2 separate regions of the Mus musculus genome follow, and region 1 is linked to region 2. The links are chromatin contacts, called in public Hi-C maps. All regions are on one chromosome and are shown on one strand. Each heading gives the region's core, a stretch centred on a gene start, on an enhancer-like site or on the middle of the called end of the contact. The rest is flanking DNA. Distances are from core to core; before and after follow the strand shown.

Region 1 (4,788 bases), core at 265-2,764, 1.2 Mb after region 2:
TCAGTCCAACCTATAATAAGCAGATACACTGACTGGGAAACTGCTCCCTTCCTGTGTACCTCCCTGGTGATGGTTTCAAAGTTTCTTTAGAAATTGTTTTCCCATGAGATGGAGGTAGTCCTTGCGGGGAATTGAAGAGTGACAACCAAGATTACAAAACTACCCCCTCTCCATCCCCACAGGGCCTGCCCAATTCCTTCTTTCATGATATTTGTCCTGATATGGGATCCTGTCTCCCTCATACTAGAATTATCTGAGCAGATGGAAGGCAGCCAACCACAACCTCTCCTAAGATCTCTCTCGTTTCCTGGACCATAATCAGTCAGGCTTTAAGCTGGAATTTGGCACCAATACTGCACTGCTGCTTTTAGTTGATGACTTTCTGGGAATAAACAGGGGTCAGATGTCCAGGCTGACTTTATTAGCTCTGCCAGAAATTTTCTGATCCAGTTGACAATAAAGCAACAGTGATCTGGCTACAGGATTTGGCAAAAGACAATAACACTGTCTTCATGTTCTTAGTTCTAGAGAAACCTCCAAGTCCCAAGAAATATCTGTGACCATTTTGTGTGTGTGCCTTTAGTTGGCACAGACACACTTCAGATCTTCAGCTATGAGATTGATCTTTTACTGGTGTCTAATTTTCATCCTCATTTGCATCTCTATTTGAGGGTAGTAGGGGAAGGGGACTGAGACCTGTAGAAACTGAAGGTTGAAGCTATGAACTCACCCAGCTAAAGAGATGGAAGCATCAAAACCTGCTCATGCCTAGGGATGAAGGAACGACTGCTACAGAGGCAGATACTCAGCAGTCCCTCAAGAAACCCACTAAGCAAGCACCACGCTCACATACCTGACTTGTGCACAGTAAATAACCCAGTGCATCAAGCTCCACACTGCACTCTCAGTATTGATCCCTTGTATTCTTACCTTCAACTCACCACTCCCTTCTAGCCTACCCCAGTGAAGAAAACTGAAGCTGCAGGGCAATTTTTGAAGCCCCTTCTTTGAGGGAGGACTGTAATGCAGTGTGTCCACAGGAGAGAAGAGCTGTTGGAAGCATGGTCTGTTTTCTCTACATGTCCTGCTCAAATCAGAACCTAACACAATCCAGACCCAAAGCCTGGTCAGAAAGGTTTCTGCTGTGAAAACCAAGAGCAGTATTTCAAGCTCTGTAACGTGCCCTTTCACCTTAGAGGCTAAAAACAGAACTCCTTTGAATTTTGGAAGGAATTAATTTGTAAATGACATCATTGAGCATATTCAAATATGGCAGGTTTTGGATTTTTAAAATCAGTATTGCTTTTCTTGGTTAAATGCAGTCATTTTTTAGGGATAATTGCTTAATATGCCTGGCACATTATTAAAATCCCCTATGAGAGGCTCAAAATGAGTCAGGAGGTCAATTTATTCCTTGGCCAGGTTCCTTTCACAACATGGGCTTTCCTGTGCTGCTGTTCAGGAGGAGCAATTAAGCCTTTTTGTCTATTCAAAGCTCTCCAGCTGAGCTCTGGCCCCATCAAATGATATCGTCAGCACTCTGGCCTGTGCCTGGTGCTGCATAGCTTTCATCTGTCACTGACTCTTAAGAGTTTCCTTTCCTTTCTCAGGCTCAAAACTGTGAGGCCCAAGCTATAACACAAACCCTCTGGCAGGGCCCTTCAGTTTTCTGTAGCCTTTTACAACTTTTTATACTTTTAGCTACATTTTTTTCTGTGCCCTGTTTAAATTCTTTATATTACAACAACCCTGAGAACTAAAACACCCTTGTTAAAATGTTTATAATTCTTCCAGAATGGCTTTGCCAGTATTTAGTAGGTTAAAACACAACACAACACACACACACACACACCAAACAAGGTCAGTGGCTACTAAATTCTGCAGACCATTGCTCCACTGCACATTCTCCAGTGGGCTTGATCTGCACACTAGATAGCTATGGACTTCAGGGTGGGAAGAATTTATGGCCCTAAGTGCCTTTGATGGGTGCTTCCTCACAGTCTCCTTAAGAACTTAGGTAGTATATCTAGCTCAGTTCCTTGCTCCACTGAAGATGAGCCAGACTTTTATGAACTATAAATGTAGTTTGCATCCTCCTCTTGCCATAAAAATTTCCCTGTCTTCTGCCCAGTTTTTCTATTTTTTCTGGCTTTAAATCCTAGCATTTATAAAAACAGAAAATGTTACAGTTCAGGAAGGTGGGGGTTTTGTTCTTTAAAAATGTTCTGCCCAAAGCCACTGGTTTGCATGACGTACTCTTCTGCCTTCTGTCAAATATTGAGGTTCTGGGAACCAGGGCAACTTTTTATTTTGGAATGCTGAGTTGCATACTGACTACATTTAAGCCAAAGAGGTATTTTCACCTTTGTTCTGGGCTCTCTGGTAAAAGGCAATGACAAATGTGCCTTATCAAATCGTTAACTTTAAACATGGGAACTTTATGCAAAATGAACCATTTATTCAAAGGTTATCCGGACGGTGTCATGGAGATCTGGTTGCGTGTGCTAAAAGTGCACTGGCGTGGCTTTATCTCAGAAGTGCTGACTTAGACAGAATGGCTTACTAGATGACCTAGGAGACATAGTGGACAAGTAGATACAGGAAAGTAATTTTGATGTCAACTAATTAAGGACCCTTTGTTTTTGGAACCCAGATTGATGGTGCCCGGGAGAGGCTGTCAGAGCAACAGTTTAAGAGGCTCGTGGACTACATTGCAAAAACATCTTGTCACCTGGCCCCCAGCTGCTCTTCTATGCAGACATGTTCTGTGGTAGCTGTGGAGCCTCCTCCTGCCACTGTTAAAACATACCATTATTTGGTGGACCCACATTTTGCTCAGGTCTTCATTAGTAAATTTACCATGGTAAAGAATAAAGCCCTGAGGAAAGGCTTCTCCTGAGTCCCCTTTAAGGGAGGTGTTTGGTTTTTGCTGTGCAAGACTGAATTCTAACATTCAACATGGACACAAGGCCAGCACTTTAGTTAAGGCCACACTAGTTTTGTAGGAATTTACATCTATGTTCTCCCTAAAGAAACAAACAAAAATTCCAGATGGGAGAACCAATGATCAGCAAAATCCTATAAATGTTGTGTTCTTACCATACACAGAAAACCTTTCTTCTCTATGCCACAATCAGAAGTTCTCACTGGAATTTTAATCTATTAGTGATCTGCATATAGTAAAATGTGGACAGGCCCTAGAAAACAGACCAAGAAATAAAACTCCACCACCTCTGTAATATTTAGAACTCTGCTGTTTCACTTTAATTTTTTACTTAACTACAATATCATTCTTTTAGTAAAAAACAATGTGAATTCCACTCAAAGTCTGTGTTCTACTGATTTCTAGTAAGACAGACTTTTAACTGCTCAGGTATATTTTGGAAAGTTTGTGTTTTACTAAGCTAAAGTAACACTTTGTGTCTACCGACAAGAACAGAACATATTGGTTATAAGTTTGTTTGCGGATGAGTTAAAGACTCCAGCCTTAAGGCTGACAGTGACTTCAGTCCAGATAGTTGCTCTGTTGAATTGATTTGATAAAGTCTGGAGCTATCCCTAGTATCTGTTAAGTATTATTTAACATCTAGGGAGGGCTTTGATGCATGACCTGGCATCACCACTACCTTCAGGAGTTAGTGACTCTCAGGGTCTCATTACCCACTGATGGTATTCATGCACAGGCCTGCAATCTGTTCCTTCCCTTCAACTGAAATGTGGCAGTAAGACAGGGCCACTGATTTCAAAGGACACTGACCTACAACCTCAGTCTGCTGAGCACACATCCCTACTACAGCACTAGTCCTGGAAAACAAGTCCTTGGTGAACAATTCAAACCAAATATGAAGATCATCTCTGCAATTGGTCTATTACACATTTAGGAAAAGAACATCTTTGTCAAACTCAAGAACAGTTATTTTTAAGAATGTAAATATGTACTGATTCTTGTATGGCTTATGGTAATTTTACATACTGCTGGAAATTATTATATACATAATAAAAGGTATTCCTGAATCACTGACCGTGGATAAAGGTGTGCTGTGAGTTTTTTCTGTGCAGGTTTTCATGGATACCCCATTTTAATAGAATTCACTCACTGAGTCTTTCTTAAACAAGTTAAACAGAACTACTGACCAAATTTGCATTTTCATTCTGTCCACTGGATACAGCAGTCCTAGAACTCTTAACCAGGATGCACACGGCCCTGCCACAAAATCTACATTCAGACTTTAAGTGACTATCAGACATTCCTCAATACTAGTTAAGTGTTTTTCTGGATTAGACACATATTCACATTCATTATACATATTGTTGGCTCATTAATAAAAATAATTTTTCTAATAGTACGTCAATTAACTTTCTTTCTGGTGACAACAGCAATACCAAAGACTGGCAGTGAAATCTAAGGACAGATTTTTATAGAATGGCATCTCTTGGGCTGGAGTGATAGCTCAGCCATTAAAGGCTAAGCTCACAACCAAAAATAATGAGTTGGCATCTAACCATGTATTCCAGGCTGCCCTGAAACTCACTCTACTGGCCTCCAGCTCAAGGTTCAGTAACATATCTACCTCTGCCTCCTGCAAAGGCTGATTTTAATGATAGGATTGGAACATCAAGACCAGAAGTACAGATGCTCATAGGTACTCCAGGACACCAAAGCCAGGACCAGATAATTATAGGAGTTGTCTTTATAATATTTATCTAGAATTATAAGAACATTAGGCGTCAGGTATTAAAGGCTCTGAATTATCATTAATAACCAAGCAAAGACTTACTGTCCATATA
Region 2 (4,204 bases), core at 1,100-3,599:
ATCCATCACACATTTTACAACCCAGCTTGTGATGGGCAAGCACTGTAAGCAGAAAGAAGTCCCTGAGACTTGGAGTGTGTTCCTGTGGTACACCTTTTCTGTCATGATAGATGGCATGCCCCTGGGCAGGGCCATCTGGAAACAACATTTGAAAACTCTAACTCAAGCACAAAGTTTGAGACACAAATTTCTCTTCCCTTGGTCCTGGGTCTCCCATGAATTCCTTGCCCCACCTAAGAAAGCACACAGTTCTCTAGTAGTGATTCTACCATAAAACTGCACTGGAGGAATGTGTCGCTTGCTTGGACAGGGGTGATACCCAAGGAGTATTGGTAGAGTTTCGTTAAGGATCGTGACGGTCCAAATGCGGAAAGAACCGTCCCTTTGTTTAGCCCCATTCTTGTTTACAGAAAGACCAGAACCTGTGGCAGGGGAACATGTACCCCCCAACTTCTAGATAAAGATTCTTACAGTGTCCCCAGTGCTGAGAAAGCAATGTGAGGAGAAACTTAGAAGTGTGGAAAACACAGCTGAAGGCCTAGGGCACTCCGCACACTCAGCTCCCAAATGTGGGAATGCTATGTGATGAGTTTATGAAATATAAAAGTCAAATGAATTTTTCATGAAGAAGTTATCTTCCCAAGATGCAATAATGGAAAATTCCTTTCAAGAACTGGTGTTTAGACCTCACAAAAATGCGCGGCAAATTGCATTGTGATTTATTTGTCAATGTTTTTATAGGTTAGGCGTTACTTTCTACCCCACAGCTGGAGTCAATTTTTAATATTTAAAAGTGGAAAGAAAGCAAAACCTAAACACATCCAGAGATGTCTGTTTTAGATTGAGCTTTTCCCAAACAGTGCTGTTTAGAACTGACCCCTGAGCATGGTCGGTCAGCTGCCAGCTGGCCTTTACTTCCCTGCAACACAGCATTAAAATACCTGGACTGGGCAGACTGCACATAAGACCTCCTAAATTGTAGCTGGTGGGTCTAGTGTTTATAACCAATTTCAAATGCATGTAGCCTGTCTGCCCTCTCAATTGAAGAAGCAAAAGTCTTTTTTGTTTTTTTACTCTAGATTTTCCTTCATGCCCCTAGCTCAAGGTGCTGTGAGCACGATTTTCAGGTCCAGTGGTTTCTGGATCCAGTAGATGGCCAGGTGAGTGGGAATCCCCTTGGTTACTCCTTTTTTGTTGCAAGCAATCCAACTACAAAAGAGCAAGCTGATTCTTTCAACCTCGGAGCTCCATGAAATCTAGTCTGAAAACTACTCAGGGCTCACCTTCCTGGGATTCCAGGTCAAAGAATATGCTGGATTTGCACTTGAGAGCTCATGGAAATATTCAAATTCCCAGCAAAGAGATCAAGCCTACACCCCTAATCTTATTGCTTGGGCCAAATCTACTTGAATGTGGGCTTCATCCTACCATGTGACCAAGCATTTACAAAATGAGACTGGGTCTCTGTTTCGTGAGAGATCATACAGTAGTTCCAGCAGCACACTATGTGTGTGTATGTGTGTGTGTGTGTGTGTGTGTGTGTGTGTGTGTGTTCATGCTCAGTTGTAGCTTCTACACCTGAAGCCAGCCATCATGCCGGCACTGACCGTTGCTAAGGGGGGCATGTATGTGCTTACCAACTACAGGTTCAGTAACACACAACATCTGGAGGGAGGGAAAACAACCCTAACTGTGACCGACACAGTTCCTTTGGGTAATATGGCTGATACCCTGCTCATGAAGGCGGTGTTTCTCTTGTCCTCTCCTGCTTTCTTCCTCTTGATCATTCTGGAGCCAAGACCCATAGGAAGAGTTGATTTCTTTCCAAATTCGTGCGTTGGTCTTGTTGAATCTGCCAGCCCAGGGCTGCTGACACCACCCCCAGTCAAGCTATGAGAAGCACTAACCACTTCATAGACACAAGCCAAAAAAAAAAAAAAAAAAAAAAAAAAAAAAAAAGCCTCCTTTGTAAGGTATGGAAATGTCAGACGTGCGAGAATTGGGCATCATATTCAGCTACTGTGCCTTTTCCTCAGCGCTCTCAACAGGAGCAGCACCCCAGGAGAACCCCTTCGGCATGCTGCCCCAATAGCATCAGAGACATAAGAGATGATGATGATAAGTGATTATTTCCCTGTCTTAAAAGGTTTTCTTGTGTCACAGAAAGGATTTGTCATGGATTTCCTTCTAAAAGTACACACCCTAAACCCACTTCCACACATGATTCGATTTAACCCGAAAAATCTTTATAAAACACACCTAAATGCTTTTTGAGATACAAGGACAACCACGACTAAAGTGCAGCGGATCTACCCGCCAGCAGGGGGAGCTCTTCCCCCTGGTTCAAGCTGCCATTCCAGTTCTCTAGTGGTCCACCCTTTTGCTCAAAAAACTTTGCTTGGGTTTAAAGAAGGTGGAGTAAAGACAGAAGCCGGCTGTCCAAAACAACAGATACGGGGACGGGATGCGGGGGAGGAGGGTGGTGTACTTTATCCCGAGGGCAGAGGACAGCTACTAAAGGATTCTCAGAAATGTGCGGCTTTGTATTGAGGCATCCTGTCTTTTTTGGCTCAGTATCTGACCTATTTGAGAAATCTATTGAAACACGCCACTTGGCACCGATTGTGATGCTGTTAGAGAGTTCATGGGCAAGACATTCTGAGAAAGGGATTGAAGATAAGCATCAGGAGGAAAGTACACTGCCTCCAGAAAACCAAGAAAGGCAGAGCCACCCTTGAGCTGGACCGCAGTGCAACACAATGCACGCATGGAATCCAAACATGGTCCAGAGACCAAAAGCTCTCATAAGCAAATGAGGAGTGACTTTTCTAAAGAAAGAGCTGGGAAAATGGTATTTCCTTCCTGTGCTGAGAAACAAAGTAAAGATACTCTGGGGAAAAGACGTGAGCTCCTAGGCACACAACTGGGTGCCATCTGTCACCCGCAAACAGCTGTGGCATGGAGAGTACAACCACATGTCTTTAGAGCTTCCCAAAGGAACCAAGAGAAAGTGACGAAAAGGCGAAATCAGTGTCTTCCTAAACGCTTATAACAGAATCAGGCTGCTGGGCTCTCCTTCCTGGGTGACTCTATTTGGCTTCTCATGACTAGATCCTCTCTAGCATCCAGCATCCAGGAGGATCTTTAAATCTGATCTTCTTAGAATCCCTCAAGGGCCTTCCATTACCTCCAGGCTAGAGTCCTAACTCTGTAATGTGATTTGGGAGAGCCCTGCAGACTCTCATCCCCGAGGCCACCATGTCTCAGTTCTTGTCCTTTCTGCTCTCTATGCCTTTCTGAAAGCCTTGCAGTTTTGTGTTTCGGGTGGTTCTGGAGGCCAATGTCCTTCCTTCTGTCTTCCATCACAGTGCTGGTTAGATGTCAAATGCATGTTGGACACTGTCCTGGAGATGGAGACCTGCAAATGCTTTCTCTTCCCTGGGTTCTACCACACTCAGGGTCTCGTTCTCTCAGTGTGTCCCCTTCCATATCCTTTTCCTCGTTTCCGTTAAGATATGGAATTATAAATTACTTCATTATGGGAGCCACCTTGACCCCACAAGAGTGGAAGAGACATTAGACTCTCCCCTAAACAATTCTATGCTTAATCCTTCGGTTTCATTTGTATAACTAGCTACTGACCCCTCGACACCACCATAAACACAAAGGTGGGGCTTTCCTTGCTGTATCTTCATGTTTAGTCCTGCATCTAACACTCCTTGAATTAACAAGGTTTATTATTAATGAAGTCTGGTCTGTGAATGGTATAGTCCTTGTCATATGCTATCTGGCTTCCCTGGTGCACTGTAAGGAATATTCTTCCTTCTCTGGAAGCTCCTGCTTATAGACAGCTCCATCACCTTAATATTTTATGGAACAGCCATTTTTTCAGATTATGAAGGCATTATCTCTGCTTAACTGAACACCAGGGTAGAGTCTAAGGCTCATGGTTCTCTTTGCATTCCAGCAACTAGATAGCTTTGTTAACAGGCCAGTTGGCTAAAGCTATGTACTGTTCATAGTTACTTTGTGTTGATGTGACCAAAATATCTGAAACAAACCATTTAAAGAAGGAGAAGTTTATTTTGGCTCAGAATATCAAAAGGGATTTCAGCCAGTGGTGGTGAGGAAGGCATGGGAGTGGAAAAGTGTGGAGGAGATGTCTCAGCACGGTGAACAAGAGAGCGAGGAGAATGGGCCCAGA

The links. A called contact is a pair of places that touch in the nucleus more often than the background predicts.
Region 1: a contact with region 2 is called in a Hi-C map of the N1E-115 cell line, with 5 times the contacts expected there. The contact joins two enhancer-like sites. A contact is called at or near these places in 3 of 39 promoter capture datasets (the 3T3-L1 cell line, hippocampal neurons and pre-B cells), 2 of 15 datasets of contacts at CTCF or cohesin (large pre-B cells and pro-B cells), 3 of 484 Hi-C or Micro-C datasets (the N1E-115 cell line, stem cell-derived neural stem cells and uterus), 2 of 115 datasets of contacts at active chromatin or transcription factors (acute myeloid leukemia and embryonic stem cells) and 2 of 9 other capture datasets (adipose tissue and embryonic stem cells).

The regions. Positions count from the first base shown.
Region 1 is chr15:35,927,202-35,931,989 of GRCm38.p6, forward strand. Vps13b (vacuolar protein sorting 13B) reads left to right here. Exons shown (of 62, transcript NM_177151.4): 62 at 2,654-4,028. The coding sequence ends at 2,899. It overlaps Cox6c (cytochrome c oxidase subunit 6C), which reads right to left. Exons shown (of 4, transcript NM_053071.2): 4 at 4,775-4,788. Among named protein-coding and RNA genes, the nearest start is that of Cox6c, 8.6 kb to the right of the region's middle. Within about 2 kb of position 1,515, at least 56 of the 459 cell types and tissues checked have an H3K27ac peak or open chromatin away from gene starts, as enhancers often do. A contact at or near this core is called in the N1E-115 cell line, where this site is marked.
Region 2 is chr15:34,740,907-34,745,110 of GRCm38.p6, forward strand. It overlaps Gm32970 (a long non-coding RNA gene), which reads right to left. Exons shown (of 7, transcript XR_383919.3): 7 at 4,064-4,204. Among named protein-coding and RNA genes, the nearest start is that of Nipal2, 64 kb to the left of the region's middle. Within about 2 kb of position 2,350, at least 20 of the 459 cell types and tissues checked have an H3K27ac peak or open chromatin away from gene starts, as enhancers often do. A contact at or near this core is called in the N1E-115 cell line, where this site is marked.